5 separate regions of the Mus musculus genome follow, and regions 1, 2, 3 and 5 are each linked to region 4. The links are chromatin contacts, called in public promoter capture Hi-C maps. All regions are on one chromosome and are shown on one strand. The core of a region is the stretch at or near the end of the contact, and the rest is flanking DNA. Distances in the headings are between cores, read along the strand shown.

What was found. Promoter capture Hi-C pulls out the DNA fragments that hold promoters and counts their contacts.
Region 1: a contact with region 4 is called in a promoter capture Hi-C map of liver. The contact joins the enhancer-like site here to the promoter of Sowahb in region 4. A contact is called at or near these places in 11 of 39 promoter capture datasets (the 3T3-L1 cell line, the HPC-7 cell line, HPC-7-derived erythroid cells and 8 more), 6 of 484 Hi-C or Micro-C datasets (cerebellar granule neurons, cerebral cortex, cortical neurons and 2 more), 2 of 115 datasets of contacts at active chromatin or transcription factors (craniofacial prominence and kidney) and 1 of 9 other capture datasets (pancreatic islet).
Region 2: a contact with region 4 is called in a promoter capture Hi-C map of second pharyngeal arch cranial neural crest. The contact joins the promoter of Stbd1 here to the promoter of Sowahb in region 4. A contact is called at or near these places in 4 of 39 promoter capture datasets (cranial neural crest, embryonic stem cells, maxillary cranial neural crest and 1 more).
Region 3: a promoter capture Hi-C map of embryonic stem cells shows a contact between it and region 4. The contact joins the enhancer-like site here to the promoter of Sowahb in region 4. A contact is called at or near these places in 8 of 39 promoter capture datasets (3T3-L1-derived adipocytes, cranial neural crest, embryonic stem cells and 4 more) and 2 of 115 datasets of contacts at active chromatin or transcription factors (embryonic stem cells and extraembryonic endoderm stem cells).
Region 5: a promoter capture Hi-C map of embryonic stem cells shows a contact between it and region 4. The contact joins the enhancer-like site here to the promoter of Sowahb in region 4. A contact is called at or near these places in 8 of 39 promoter capture datasets (the HPC-7 cell line, HPC-7-derived erythroid cells, cranial neural crest and 5 more), 2 of 484 Hi-C or Micro-C datasets (both in embryonic stem cells), 3 of 115 datasets of contacts at active chromatin or transcription factors (embryonic forebrain, embryonic stem cells and stem cell-derived neural progenitor cells) and 2 of 9 other capture datasets (embryonic stem cells and pancreatic islet).

What each region holds. Positions count from the first base shown.
Region 1 is chr5:92,717,688-92,720,387 of GRCm38.p6, forward strand. The region is part of intron 1 of Shroom3 (shroom family member 3); the gene reads left to right. Among named protein-coding and RNA genes, the nearest start is that of Shroom3, 36 kb to the left of the region's middle. Within about 2 kb of position 1,349, at least 5 of the 459 cell types and tissues checked have an H3K27ac peak or open chromatin away from gene starts, as enhancers often do. A contact at or near this core is called in liver, where this site is marked.
Region 2 is chr5:92,601,679-92,604,427 of GRCm38.p6, forward strand. It overlaps Stbd1 (starch binding domain 1), which reads left to right and starts at 1,373. Exons shown (of 2, transcript NM_175096.3): 1 at 1,373-1,659. The coding sequence starts at 1,431.
Region 3 is chr5:92,753,664-92,756,363 of GRCm38.p6, forward strand. All of the region lies in intron 1 of Shroom3 (shroom family member 3), which reads left to right. Among named protein-coding and RNA genes, the nearest start is that of Mir1961, 34 kb to the right of the region's middle. Within about 2 kb of position 1,433, at least 12 of the 459 cell types and tissues checked have an H3K27ac peak or open chromatin away from gene starts, as enhancers often do. A contact at or near this core is called in embryonic stem cells, where this site is marked.
Region 4 is chr5:93,043,710-93,046,409 of GRCm38.p6, forward strand. Sowahb (sosondowah ankyrin repeat domain family member B) reads right to left here and starts at 1,313. Exons shown (of 1, transcript NM_175270.4): 1 at 1-1,313. The coding sequence starts at 1,149.
Region 5 is chr5:92,697,416-92,700,115 of GRCm38.p6, forward strand. The region is part of intron 1 of Shroom3 (shroom family member 3); the gene reads left to right. Among named protein-coding and RNA genes, the nearest start is that of Shroom3, 15 kb to the left of the region's middle. Within about 2 kb of position 1,271, at least 77 of the 459 cell types and tissues checked have an H3K27ac peak or open chromatin away from gene starts, as enhancers often do. A contact at or near this core is called in embryonic forebrain, embryonic stem cells and stem cell-derived neural progenitor cells, where this site is marked.

The DNA of each region.
Region 1 (2,700 bases), core at 99-2,598, 330 kb before region 4:
TCTTGGCTTTGTTTTTGTTGGGTTTGTTGTTTGTTATTGTTTTCTATTTTAATTTTTGGTCCTGTTCTGGAATTGGCAGCAAACAGGTTGGCCCTTCTTCACTGTTTTCCCTCTTTATTACTGCTCCTTCTCTGACTGGACTGACCTCTGTCCCCGTGTGCCTTGCATCCATTTCCTGCTCTGTGGACAGTTTCTCAACAGGAAAGTGATTGCCATATTTCTCCAGTTCCTTCCTAGCTTTCTGGGCCTTTTCAGATTTGATTTCAGCTCATCACTCTATAGTTTCATAGCACTTGTCCCTGGAGACCATCTCTATAGGAGGAGAAAGCATGAGTCTCCTCTACTGATGCAGGAGGGGCTAGCCCTGGGATTTCACTCCAGTTTGCCGGTTGCCTGTGGTGCTCCAGGGGTGGGAATCAGTGCTGTGTGCTGCTGAGTTTGTTCCTGTTTGTCAAACAAGATCACTTAGCACCTCCAGGTTGGGCAACTGTGCTTTCCTATGAACTAGAGGGAGCTGCTAAATGCAAGACATGGAGGTCATCTCTCCCAGATGGTGAACATCTGAGGGCACTACCAGGCCTTTAGACTAAAAGCATTGTCAAGAGGAAGAAAGAGGCCCTGTCAGAACATGCTGTTGGTGACACTCAAGTCCCTTTGGATGTCACTCAGGGAGGTGCCTGGTGCCCAAGTACCTTTCCCTCAAGCCTGGCTTCTTGATTATTCAATGGAAGGAAAGTAGCAGGAGGGGCTATTTGTGGGGCCTCTCAGTTGCACACTGGTTCTTAGGCTGGGGCCTTTGATGCCCAATAAGGGAGATAAGGACTTTGGCAAGTAGAGGCCATTTGGAGATCATTGTTCAAGGTCAGTTCTAAAGGGGGTGCTGAAGTTTGTCATCTGCACAATCTATTGAAAGTGCAAAAGAACAACTCTTCTATTTAAGAGAGTAAAGCTTGGGCTGGAGATGTAGCTCAGTGGTAGAGTACTTGCCCAAAATGCATGAAGTGCTAGGCTCAATCCCAAGGACCACCCAAACCTTGACAATCAACTCTGACACACCGGGCTTGAAAAACCTTCTAGAATTTGTACCGATGAGTACAAAATCCACTCAGCCAGGTTTATTCCATGGGCTAGATACTGGAAATGCTGAGAAGAAAGGATGGCCACTGTCTGGGAGCTCACAAGCTCAAGGTGGCAGACTGCTGAAGGACTGAGTGCAGAGGTGAGAGGTCACAGCTAGTGGGTGCGGGGGGGGGGGGGGGGGTTCAGGAAAAGTGTGGCCTTAGATGTCCAAAGAGCTGTTGTTGGTGATGTGTGTGACCCAAGTCCCCAGCTGCTCTATTGGCTATGCTCCCATGGGAAAGTATACTCATAGCCAGGCTTGGTAGCACAGGACTGGATCCCAGCTACTGAGTAGCCTGACGTAGGAGGATCAAAAGTTCAAGGGCCACTGGGGCTCTTGAGTGAATTCAAGGCCAATCCAGGGAACGTATCAACACCCTGTCACAAAATAAAAGGGCAAGGGATACAGCTTAGCCTATTGCATACCTTGGCTCACATGCTCTCCTCACACACATGTACCACCCCCATACCCTCAACCCCCATATTTACTCTAAGGTCTAAAGGTGCCTTCCTCCTGGGATGACCTCCTTCAACATTTTAATTACTAAAATGTGGCTTCTTGCCTCAAAGTGGGTAACCTTATATGCTATTTGTGCCTCAGAGACCCTGAGGGAACAGGCTGAGAACAAGTGTCCAATGTTCTCACAGCTCAACTTCCAGACCATCTGGCTTTTTCTGTGTCCTTCCAGGGTTCCCCCAAGAATGTCCTTCCTCCTGTGACAGGCTCTGGCTCTACTTCTGAGAACCCCAGCCTGGTATTGTAGGAGCAGGAAGTATATAGAGTTTTAGTGTTTAGAATTTAGTCTCCTGATGTGAGGGAGGACGGCAGACGTGGTGGTTGAGGATACGGTTGGGTGGCTGATGTGGAGAGAGGGAATGGTTTGATTGTAAACCTAGGTGAGAGACCATGATATCTGTGTGGGGAGCCAGCCTGGACGGCGGCATCGTTTTCTTCAGCAGGCCACAGCCTAGAGTATAGGCACCAGGAAGTAGGGGCTGCAGAGATGGCTTGGCAGTGAAGAGCACTAGTTGCCCTCACAGAGGACCAGAGTTGGATCTCTAGCACCAACATGGCGGCTCACAACCAACTGTAACTCTAGGTCCAGGGAATCTGATGCCCTCCCTGGCTTTCTCATGCATGTGGCACACAGACAAACATGCAGGCAAAACACTCAGGTACATAAAAATGAATTAAAATAAAATGTAAAAACCTGGGAATAGGTGGTGTGAGGTTGTTATTCTGACAGACAGATGCCACAGGAAGTCAAGGGATTGTCATGAGAATAAATGACTTTACCTTGTGAAGGGATGACTCGTTTGGAAGAAAATGGCGGTGAGTGGGCCGGAGCACACTGCAGAGAATACGTGGCAAGATTAGGGGGCTGGGAGAGGGTGCTTCAAGTTCAGAATAGAAGGACACAAGATTTGAGTGTAGGTAGCTTGACTGGTAGAGCACTTGGCTTGCATGCGTGAAGGCCTGGATTCCTCCGCACCAAATAAAACTGATATTGTGGTGCACAGCTCTAATCCCAGCACTCAGGCAACATTGGAGGCAGGCAGATCAACGATTCCAGCTCTAGT
Region 2 (2,749 bases), core at 123-2,622, 440 kb before region 4:
AATTTAAAAAAGTCATCCCATTTAGGACTGAAAGCTCCAAAGTCTCTCTCTCCACACGGTCCAGTTGTGGGTCTCTGTGCTAGTTCCCCTCTACTGCAGGAAGCAGCTTCTCTGAGGAGGGCTGAGTGATGCTCTGATCTACAGGTATAGCAACAGTCTATTTGAAAGTTAAATAATTTAATAATAAAACAGGAGTCAGTATTGCTCTGTTCTCCACCTCTCTACCAGTTGCAGCCTATGCCAAGAGAGGAGCAACCCACCAGGAAGTCTCTCTCAGGAGATGTGTGATCTCTTGTGATCTCAGTGATCCAGCGAGGTGCACTGTTGAGTGATTGATCCTCCCAGAGGGAGCCATGTTAGCAATAATTGCAAGGCATATACTTTCCAGCTGTGGCCTCAGCAACAGGATGTATGTGTTTAAAGGAAAGACTCCAGGTAAAACACCCGGCTCTTTACCCTGAGTAGTGTGCACATCAGCACAGCAGTGTGGTCCTTCCTTCACAGGATTTCTGTTGTGTGAGGACCAATTTAAGTTCATACACAAAACACTTTGACTATATGATGCTTTGATAAAGGGTTGCTGCTTTATTAATATTTACTTGTAGGGGCTCCGTGTCTGGGCAACATCCAGTTCAGCTGGGTGGGTGGGTGTGCAGCAACACGCGTGGCGAGAGAGAGAGAGAGAGAGAGAGAGAGAGAGAGAGAGAGAGAGAGAGAGAGGAAGAGAGAGAGAGAGAGGAAGAGAGAGAGAGAGAGAGAGAGGAAGAGAGAGAGAGAGAGAGAGAGGAAGAGAGAGAGAGAGAGAGGAAGAGAGAGAGAGAGAGAGAGAGAGAGCGCCAGAGCCTGTAACTCCCCACTGGAAACGGGAGAGAATTTCGAGTTTGAGGCAGCCTGGGGTACGGAAAGACTTCTAGGCTAGTCTAGAACCTTTTTTTAAAAAAAAGAGTGTAGGAGGTCCCAGAGGTAAAGGCGAACAAGATTGGCGGAGGTGGTGGGCCTTTATGTAGAGATTTGAGAAAGCTGGGGATGGATTGGAGCTTCCCCTAAGCCCCTGCGCCCTCCCCACGATCCTTACTCTCTCCACCCCTAATTGTGCTAACCGTCCAGTGAGAGCCTTCTCCGGCCTCAGAGCTCCGGGCGCCCATCTCCTGGCTCGGAGCTGTGCGTAACCGGGCTCTTCTGGCGTGGGATAAAGTGGAGCGGGACCAGGTGTGGAAGGGCCGGCAGCGGTGATGGGAGTGGGCGAGAGCCGGGTTGCGGGGCGGGGCGAGCGGGGCGGGAGGCGGGGCCAGGAAAATTCGCGGCGGCCGTGGAAGGCTGGGCTGGCGGCCAAGAACCTTAAAAGGATGGGGCGGGCGGGGTGGGTGTGGCCGTTCGGGTGAGCGGAGCCCTGCACTGGGGCTCGTAGTCTCCCTCAGCCTCTCTCAGCCATGGGCGCCGTCTGGTCAGCCCTGCTGGTCGGCGGGGGTCTAGCTGGAGCGCTCATCCTGTGGCTGCTGCGGGGAGACTCTGGGGCCCCGGGGAAAGACGGGGTTGCGGAGCCGCCGCAGAAGGGCGCACCTCCTGGGGAGGCTGCGGCCCCGGGAGACGGTCCGGGTGGTGGTGGCAGTGGCGGCCTGAGCCCTGAACCTTCCGATCGGGAGCTGGTCTCCAAAGCAGGTATTCTTCCTCCCCTCGAGCTAGTTGTTTTGAAGTTCTCCGGGGAAGGGGAAACGAAAGGCACTTGGAGCCATGCGGGTGGGTTCTGGTGGACCACCTTCCCCGACCTCGGACTGAACCTTCTTCAGCCCTCATCGCGTTCTGGGGTTGTCCTGTCCTGGAGAGGCCACGCGGGTCCTCCAGAGGCCGCGCCCAGCTTCTGCCGCCTCAGCGGGCACAGGCTCCTCCGCCTGGCCGCACTTGGAGCAGTGTACGAGGATGGCTTGGGGGGGGGGGGGCATCTCACAACTCTTCAGTTCCTGCTGAAGCTGAGAGGGACATCTTCTGAGTCCCAGTCGCTGACATACCACACCCCTCCTTAGATCTGGGGCTTATGAACACTCACTTCCTACTATCTGGGCAGCTTTTTCAGGAAAGTAAAATTCAGCTTAGACTTAGGTCATGAAGGCCACTGTAGCTGAGGCTTTGTGCTGGCGTGTGAACAAGTGGTGGCCTACTAGGGAATCGAACTCTGATGAGAATTGTCACCTAAGTTTAAATCTACATTTTAGAGACCCTGCATCAGGCAATCAGTGTGCACTGGCACAAACCCTTACCTCCTGTGCCCTTTGCCCAGCTGCCTGGCAGAACTTATTTTTAGTGGTGGTCATTTGTAGCTACTACGTGAAAATCTTTCCCACGGCTGGGTTTTGATAAAAGGTTCTTCAGAAAATTAGGACTCCAGAGTAATATTTGCTGACATCTCACTTTGAAGGTCATCATTAAAAAGAGGCAAACATGTAGCGCAGAGTTCTCCTAACCCCTGCTGATTTATGGTTTTAGGGCGGTCAGGCTTCTAGGAGAGGTCGCCAGGAATGAAGCCAGGGTTTTAGAGAACTTGGATAGTATACTTTTAAGAATAGTTTTTATAACTGTATGTACTTATTAAGGAGGGTGGGTGGGATGGGAAAATCTTGTGCTTGTTGAAGACATTACTTTTCCCTCAAGCCCTCCCCACCCCCACCACACCCCCCCCCCCCAGCTCCACTCAGTCTTGTTCTCGGTTTTCTTCACACTGACTGCTATGCTTTCCAGTTAGCTGGAGCTGGCC
Region 3 (2,700 bases), core at 183-2,682, 290 kb before region 4:
TTTTTCTAGGTCCATAACATATTAGCCTCAGTTTTTTTACCTCTTTAGCAGTGTCAGGTATAGATTTTGTCTCATGGAGTGGCCTTAAGTCCAACCAAAAAGTGGTTGGTTATTCCTGTAACGTTTGTGCCAGTATTGCACATGAATGCCCTGGATACTGTTGTAGATCACAGGCTTTGTAGCTGGGCAATATTGGTTATTATTTTTCTCCTCTGGTGTTGTACAGGATACTTTCTGGTACCATGAACACTAGTCAGTGGGAGATTAAGCTTCTAGTTGGGCACCAACTTGATTTTTCCCATTCTGTGACATAAGTAAGTGTTGCTTTCAGCAACACCGCCTTATCATCAGATTGTGGAGACTAATAAATGCCCTTAAAATAGTTTGTGGTATTTACGGGTAGGAGGCATCTATTGAACTTTTGGCCAATGACTCAACAACATGCAATCCATTCCTTGCCCTGGAGGTTCTATTTGATGGCATAAAATGTCTAATTGGGGTTTTGTCTCTCCTATTATATGATGACACCATTTAAATTCCATGTGTGTATGTATGTGTATGTATGTATTTTTGTGTGTCTATATGGAATTGATACATATGAAAACATGTTCTCAGAGGCTAGAAAAGGGTGTCAGGTCCACTGGAGCTGAAGGTGGTTGAAGGCCCCCTAACATGGGTGCTGGGAAGCAAACTCTGGCCCCCTATAGGAACCTTAAGTTCTGTAAGAACTATTAGCCATTGAGCAATCTCCTTAGCCCTGGGCTAGACTTTTCATTGGATATTTGACAATGACTAGAGACTTTAAAACAAACAAACAAAAAACAAAACAAAACTATGACTTTAATCCCAGTCTGTGTCCCTGTTAATTGTAAAGTAATTGCAATTATCCTCATCTCCTAGGTTGTAATAATTAAATCAAAGTAACAGGTCGCTGGCCTTAGGAGAACCTCAGAGTTTGCATATCTTTTTCTCTTTCCTCCTCCCTGCTATTCCAGTCTCTGTCTCATCTCATGATTGGGAGTTCTGTGGAGGGTCTCAGGGAAGAAGTGAGACTAATGTGAAAAAACCCTGGGGCAGGGAGAGTTGGAAAAGACATTATGGAGAGACAGAACAGACTAGAAGACTGTGGTCAGCCCAGAAGACCATTAAAAGTGTGAAGCTGAAATGGAAGATGATTGCTTAAACCTAAGAGTTCAAGATCAGCCTGGGCTACATAGTAAAAACAAATTCATGAGCTTTGAAGTAGGTTAAGAACCACTAGATGGCTCTTTATTTATTTTAAAATTTAAAATATATTAAAATTTTTAAATGACGTGTGTTGTGGATAGCTCTGGAGCTGATTATATTTGATGTTAATTCCGTTCTATGAGTGGCTGCAAACAAGGAATGAGTCAGCACTCAGGTGATTTCCTGTAAACCTGCTTCCCACCTTAATTTGTAAAATAAAGGAGAGCTGACAATTGGGTAGAGGAGCAAAAAGACAAGAAGGAGGTTTGAGAGAGAGCAAGGAGAGGAGGAAGAAGAAGAAAAGCAGAGCAGAAGCACACGGCCTGGAGATTCCGCAAGTTTTAAGGGGTCTCATAGATAGGGAAGCTGGTAGTGTAGCAGTAGATCTACCCAATCTAGGTACACAGCATGTATTCATATTAATTGTGTTGTGTTTACATTGCCAGGGCATATTTGGATTGGAGATTTACCTCAACAGACATGTATATTTGTAAGACAATGTGTGGGCATGTGCACCTGGGTGCAGGTGCTCACAGATGCCAGAAGACAGTGTCAGATTCCCTGCGGCTGCCCTGGCAGGCAGTTGTGAGCTGCCGGATGCTGGTGCTGGGAGCCAAGCTCAATTCCTCTAGAAGAGAAGCCTTGTGTGCTCTTAAACAGTGGATGAGGCATTGCTCTGGCTCCTAAACTGTTTTTCAAGACAGTGTGGGCATTTCGTGGGTGAAAAAAAGCTATGCAGATGGTATCTGTAAAAATCAGAGTTAACCGGGCGTGGTGGCGCATGCCTTTAATCCCAGCACAAAGGCAGGCAGATTTCTGAGTTCGAGGCCAGCCTGGTCTACAAAGTGAGTGCCAGGACAGCCAGGGCTACACAGAGAAACCCTGTCTCGAAAAACAAAAAAAAAAAAAAAAAAATCAGAGTTAGTCTTCCACTTAGAAGCCCAGGTAGTTAGGAGGTAGGAAGGGTTACAGAAAAGGAGGTTGGAAAGCTGCTGCCCTTTCCTGACCTGAGACTGACAGCTGCTAGGAGTAGAAGACTAATAAGTGTGAGTAAAAGAATATCAGGTGAGCAATGAACATACCTTACAGACAGTATCTTCAGCGGCCTGCAAGGGTAGGGTACAGTGAGAATTTAGACTTTGGTTCTAGAATGCTGATTACTATGGTTTTGGGAAATTGTCACTATTTAACAAAAATTGAACAACTTCTCAGAGTCATGGCTAGTGTCCTAGACTTTGTTTCTATAGATAGGGAGAAAGGTACACAGTGGACTGGTATGTTCATTTCTAACTTGACATCCTCATTAGAGGGTTCTTGAAATGGGGAGGATTCTGTAAAGAAGGGGGTTTCTTCCTCAATGATCTCCAAACCTGCTAACATCTGTCTAGCTACCTACCACTCTCCTCTCAAGAGTTGTGACCCTAAAATCATTTAGAATATTTATCTGACTGCTCTAGCTGGCTTTGGGGGTGT
Region 4 (2,700 bases), core at 63-2,562:
TCCACTGCTGCTCTCCTCACTTCCATGGCTCTCTTGCTCCACAAAGTCATTCAGATCCTGGAGGGACAGCTGACAACGAATGCTTCGAAAGACGGTAGATGGAGCGTTCCCTGGCCAGGATTCTGAGGACTCATCGAGAACCACGGGAAGGAGAGAATGAAAAGACAGAGCGGGCTCTGGCAGCGCCGAGCTGGTCTCCGAGACCCCAAAGGCGGTTTCTGAAGGTAGCTGGAGGAAGTTGTCTGGCAACACCGACCAGGCGCGAGTGGGCGCCTGGATCTCGGGCTCAGGCACCTGCAGGTATCTGGCTACCCACTCTTGAGTGCGCTGGTGCTGTTGCTGCAGCTGCTGGGTTGAATGGTTCGGGGAGCCGGCGGTAAACAGCTCCAGTGGCTCTCTGGAGGGCGCCGGGTGGGGCGGGAGAGCAGGCGGGGACGTCGGGCTGCCAGCAGCCTCGACGGCGGTCGGAGGCCAGACAGGCGGTACAGATCCAGGCGCGTGCTCGGCGGCCTCTCCTTCCCTCAGCCACCCCGGAGCTCCGAGGTCATCCCGGGCAGGTGCAGCGCGCTCCGGCTTCTCGCAGGCGACTGCAGGGTCTCCGAGATCTTCTGGCAGCGGCTGTCCGGTGGACTGTCCCCAGCCGTTCTGCTGGCACTCCCAGCAGCAGCGTCCTCGCGTCCCCACAGCCGCACACCTGCCTCTGGCTTGAGCAGCCTCTGGCTCCGGTGTCCTCTGGTTCGGGCTGTCCTCCGGGCTGGGGTCTGGCCCGGCCACCTTCTGCGCGCTGCCACCTACGTCCACCTGGGTCCCCGCACCTGCCGGCGGCTTCTGCGGCTCCGGGTCACGGCGGCGGTGGCCCCGCGGCTTTCCATCTACAGGGCCCGGTCGCTGCAGGCCCTCCTCCCCCAGTAGGTCCCTGTACCTCCTCTTGAGCACCACGTACTTGGTGCCGTCGGGGTCCTGGCGCACTGCGGCCACCGAGTTCACGAAGCCCTTGAAGCGCTCGCGACGCTCCTGCAGCTGGCCTGGAGACACGTGAGGGTCGCGCAGGAAGCTCTTGAAGTGGCTCAGCAGCTCTGCGTTACGCACTCGGCCCCCGGCCTGGCACAGAAAGTCCAGCAGTGCCTCCTGGCTCAGCTCTCCGGCCATCGCTGCTGGGTCCTTAGTCCCTGGGGCGGCTGCGTCTCGAGCTCCCAGCGCACTTCCCCTTCGACCGAAACCCAGGCCTGGAGAGTGTCACCTGCGCCCAGGGTGGCGCCACCCGCCTCCATCAGCCGCGGAGGCCGGCGCCGCCCGCATCCCCAGGGCGCTCCAGGAGGGCCGAGGGTCCCTAGGGGCGGGTGCCCAGGCAGAGTCCCCGCGCGCAACCCTGGTGGCAGGGGGCGGCTCCTGGGCCGCCCCTGAACGACGCTGGCCTGTCGCAGCGAGTCCCCGCAGCGAAAGTTCCCGGGATAGGTCGGAGTCGGTTTCACCTGCGCTCTGGCTACGCCTCCTCCTGGGCTCTGGGGGAAGGGCTCAGCCCGCCTCCAGTACCTCCGCCTTCTGAAGTATCCCCCAACCCCCGCCACCCGTCCGGGGTGAGTCAGGCTGGTCACAGTCGCGGGCAGCGTGGGAGGTGAGGCCGAGGGCGAACTGAGCCGGAGGGGAACAGCTCTCCCGGGCGCGCAGCTACCCCGAGGCCTGGGAGATGTCAGGCAGGTAGGCGACTGGCTGTCCCTCAGAGTGCCCGCCAGGCTAGAAACTAAAGCAGAGGGAGGTCGACTAGGTCCCTCTCTCCCCGCGGCACGAGTTACAGCTAGAGTCTTCACGGGTCAGGGTCCAATAGATTGGCTCCCCGCTGTTTCTCTTTATTAGCTCGGTCTGGGGAGGGGCTCGGGGTTCCCAATTGCAGAATCCGGCGGGATCCGGAAAAAAAAAACCCACCGAGATCCAAACCAAATCTCTTTTAGTTTGTCGATAACAAGATACTGAGAAGGCGGCTCCCAGGACATTCTCTTCAAGGAGTTCAGACACACCTGCCTAAGTCTGTACTGAGAGCGAAATCACTCTGAAAGCTACAGACGAAGGTTGGGTTTTGCCTTTCATTTTCCGGCATCATTGTCTTATATTACAATGCTCAGTGCCAGAGGTGTTGGGGGAGGATTCGCTATCAGAGAGGTCATTTCCTAGGAAGCCAAAATCCAGAGGAATTATCTCCTTAGCTAAGGTATTTGATACCCAGAGTTATTTTTTTTTAATTTAGTCTAAGATTTGTGAAGAGAAGAGATTCGCTCCATCTGTTTCATGTTGACTTCTTTGTGAAGTCTTTGCTTTGAGAATGCAAGTTTTCCTCCACACATTTAAAATGTTGAAATCGCGACGAGGATTTGATTCCACCCCAGGAAAGGGGACGCTAGACTCTCTTGGTCTGTTGAAGGGCTGCTGAGTCCACCCTGATTCAAGTTTTTCTTTAGCCCCCTTTGAAGAGGGAAGAGTTAAGCCACAGCAGCACACTTCATCCATAAAGCCCTACATTTCTGTCTGGTCTGGGTGACTCTCTTTCTTCTTTATCTTGAGTTGATTTGCATACTGTCAACAGTACCTATCTCTTGTAGCCTCAAGCCCCTTTGTCTTCTGCACAGCCTCGTTGCAGCCTTCCCTCCCCACCTTCCCTAACAGCCACCCCAAATGTCTGTGTCTCTGCAGCCTCCCATGACTGCC
Region 5 (2,700 bases), core at 21-2,520, 350 kb before region 4:
ATGGGATATGATGCCTTCTCACACCATACAAAAGGTAGTAGGGAGCTGTTAAGGAAAAGGAAGGAGAGGGTAAGGGGGTGAATATGGCCAAATACATGACATACTTCAATGCAAATGTCCTGGTGAGGCCCTTCACTTTGTACAATGATATACACTAATAAATAGAAAATTTGGGGCTGGAGCGATGGCTCAGCAGTTAAGAGAACACACTGCTCTTTCAGAGGATCAGAGTTCAGTTCCCAGCACCCACATCCAGCAGATCACACCTTCCTGCCACATGCACATGGACATACATACATGCTGATACTCACATGTATGGAGTACATTAAAAAGTAATGCAATCCTTACAATGTAAAACCCGTGACCTATATTTAAAGATACATCCATAGAAGGACTTAACTGCCTATGGACTCACAATTTCATGCTAACCAATAAGTGTAAAAAGATCCAAATGGCCATCGGCTGTATAAACAAAATGTAATATAGAACGCAATGGAATACAACTTGTCAGGAAAGAGGAACTGGATATGGTGAGATATATATGTTACAAGATGGACGGACCTCAAAGACCTGATGCTTGCTGAAAGAAGCCAGCACAAAAGAACATGCAACCCAGAAAAGGCAAATCCAAGGACACACAGTAGATCAATGGGGGCCTAAGATGGGGGAGAGGGAGCTGGGGTGGAGTTAGGAATGGAATAGTATACCTACCTACCTACCTACCTACCTACAAGGCTTCCCCTTCCTTCCTTCCTTCCTTCCTTCCTTCCTTCCTTCCTTCCTTCCTTCCTTTTTTAATACTGGGTGTTGAACCCAGGGCTATCCTCCCAGCTAGCACTAATAGCAAACTTGCTGATGATGCTGTGTCTGTGAAGAAGTTAGAACCAAAAGAATCTGGTCCTTAAGCCTTGTGTGCATCATGACTCAGCATCTCTGAAGGCAAACAGGATGCAAGGCTCTGCCTGGGCAACGTTTTCCTCCACTGAATTTTTTTGGGGGGCGGGGGGGGGTCTTCATATACGGGTCCAACCCGATCCCTATTTAGTGAATGAGGCCTGACAGAAAGCTGAATAAAAAGCTCCCCGCTCCCCACCGGAGCGCTGTCACAGCGCCTCAACCTAGGCTCTGGGGGAACTTTGGCAAGCGGAAGAATCCTTTGTCTTCAGACTGAGACAAGAGGGGGAAAAAATCCCAAGTATTCAGCTGTGTAGCATCACTCAAGCATGGCTTAATGGGGAAGGTCTAATGAGGAATGTAGTCTTTGAAAACGCTCGCGTTGAAAACCTCCCAGTGCATTCTCACTGTACGGCGCTACATGATTATAATGAACAGGATTCAAACAGCAGCTACAGATTAGGTTACCATCCCACCCAGTTTAGCCAGTCACAGATGCTGCGTTTTCTTTACTGGCAGTGTTCAAGGAGACTTTGGTCTGTTACTACAATTCCATGCATTAGAGAAAACACCCCCATTCTTCACGGGTTCTATAGAGGTTACAGGAATAAGAATAAAAGGCAGTTTTAAACTACCAAGTGAATCACTGCCGGGCAGCCCCCACCCCCACCTTCTCTCTGGCTGTTGACCTCTGAATACATTCCTGCTCCAGAGCTTAACCCAACTTTCACAGGAGCCGGTCTAAAGCGGGTTTTGAATTTGCACAGATTTCCAGCAGGTACCATTTCTGTATCACCGTATGATTTCTTCTCCAGTTACTTCAAAAGCGTTCATCTCCTACACTGTGTCTCATGGCTGGCAAACGTACTTATAGTTTTAAAAAAGGAAGGAAGGGGTGGGGAACTGGGGAGATACGAGCATGAGGACCAGAGTTCGGACCTCCCGGACCTGTGTAGAGCCAGATGCAGTTGATGCATGCGCAATCACGCAATCACCGCATTCCTACAGCAAGATGGGGAGTGGAGGAGGAGGAGGCAGCATCCCCGGACGCTTGCAAGTCTGCTAGCCTGGCATATACAGAGGCAGACGACAGAGACCCTGTGTGAAACAAAGGAGGAGGGGCATCCAAGGTTGTCCTCTGACCTCTACATATGCAATGTGAGACTTTCATACATACGTACACATCATACACACACACACACACACACATAAACACAGAGGACTCAGATTTTATCTTTGCTGGTACCAGAATTATCTAAATCTATTTATGCTTTCATTCATTAAAATGAAAGTTGTGTTGGTCCGGGGATGTAGCTCAATGATAGAGTGCTTTCCTCCCTGGGTGAAGTTTGAGTTCGGTTCTCAGCACCATGTGGGTATGTGGGTGGGTTAATGAGAAGGAGGAGGAGGAAAATAAACATTTTTTTCATCTTATATTAAATTCTTATCCTTAGAGTAGGCCTACTCTTATTTTTTTCTTTTGTTTCATGCTTTCATTGGCTAGTTAAATTATTTTATTTAAAGTGTCGCACTTAAGCATGACTTACGTGCAGTAAAACATGCAAATGTACAGTTGCAGTTTATTTATTTATTTATTTATTTATTTATTTATTTATATTTTGTTTTTTGTTGTTGTTTGATTGTTGAGCCAGGATTTCTGTGTAGCCCTGACTGTCTTAGAACTCAACACTGTTGGCCAGGCTGCTGCCCTCAGGCTCAGAGAGAGTCACCTGCCTCTGCCTCCCAATTGCTGGGATCTAACATGTGCACCAGCGCTGTCCAGCAAGATTACAGCTTATCGTTGCT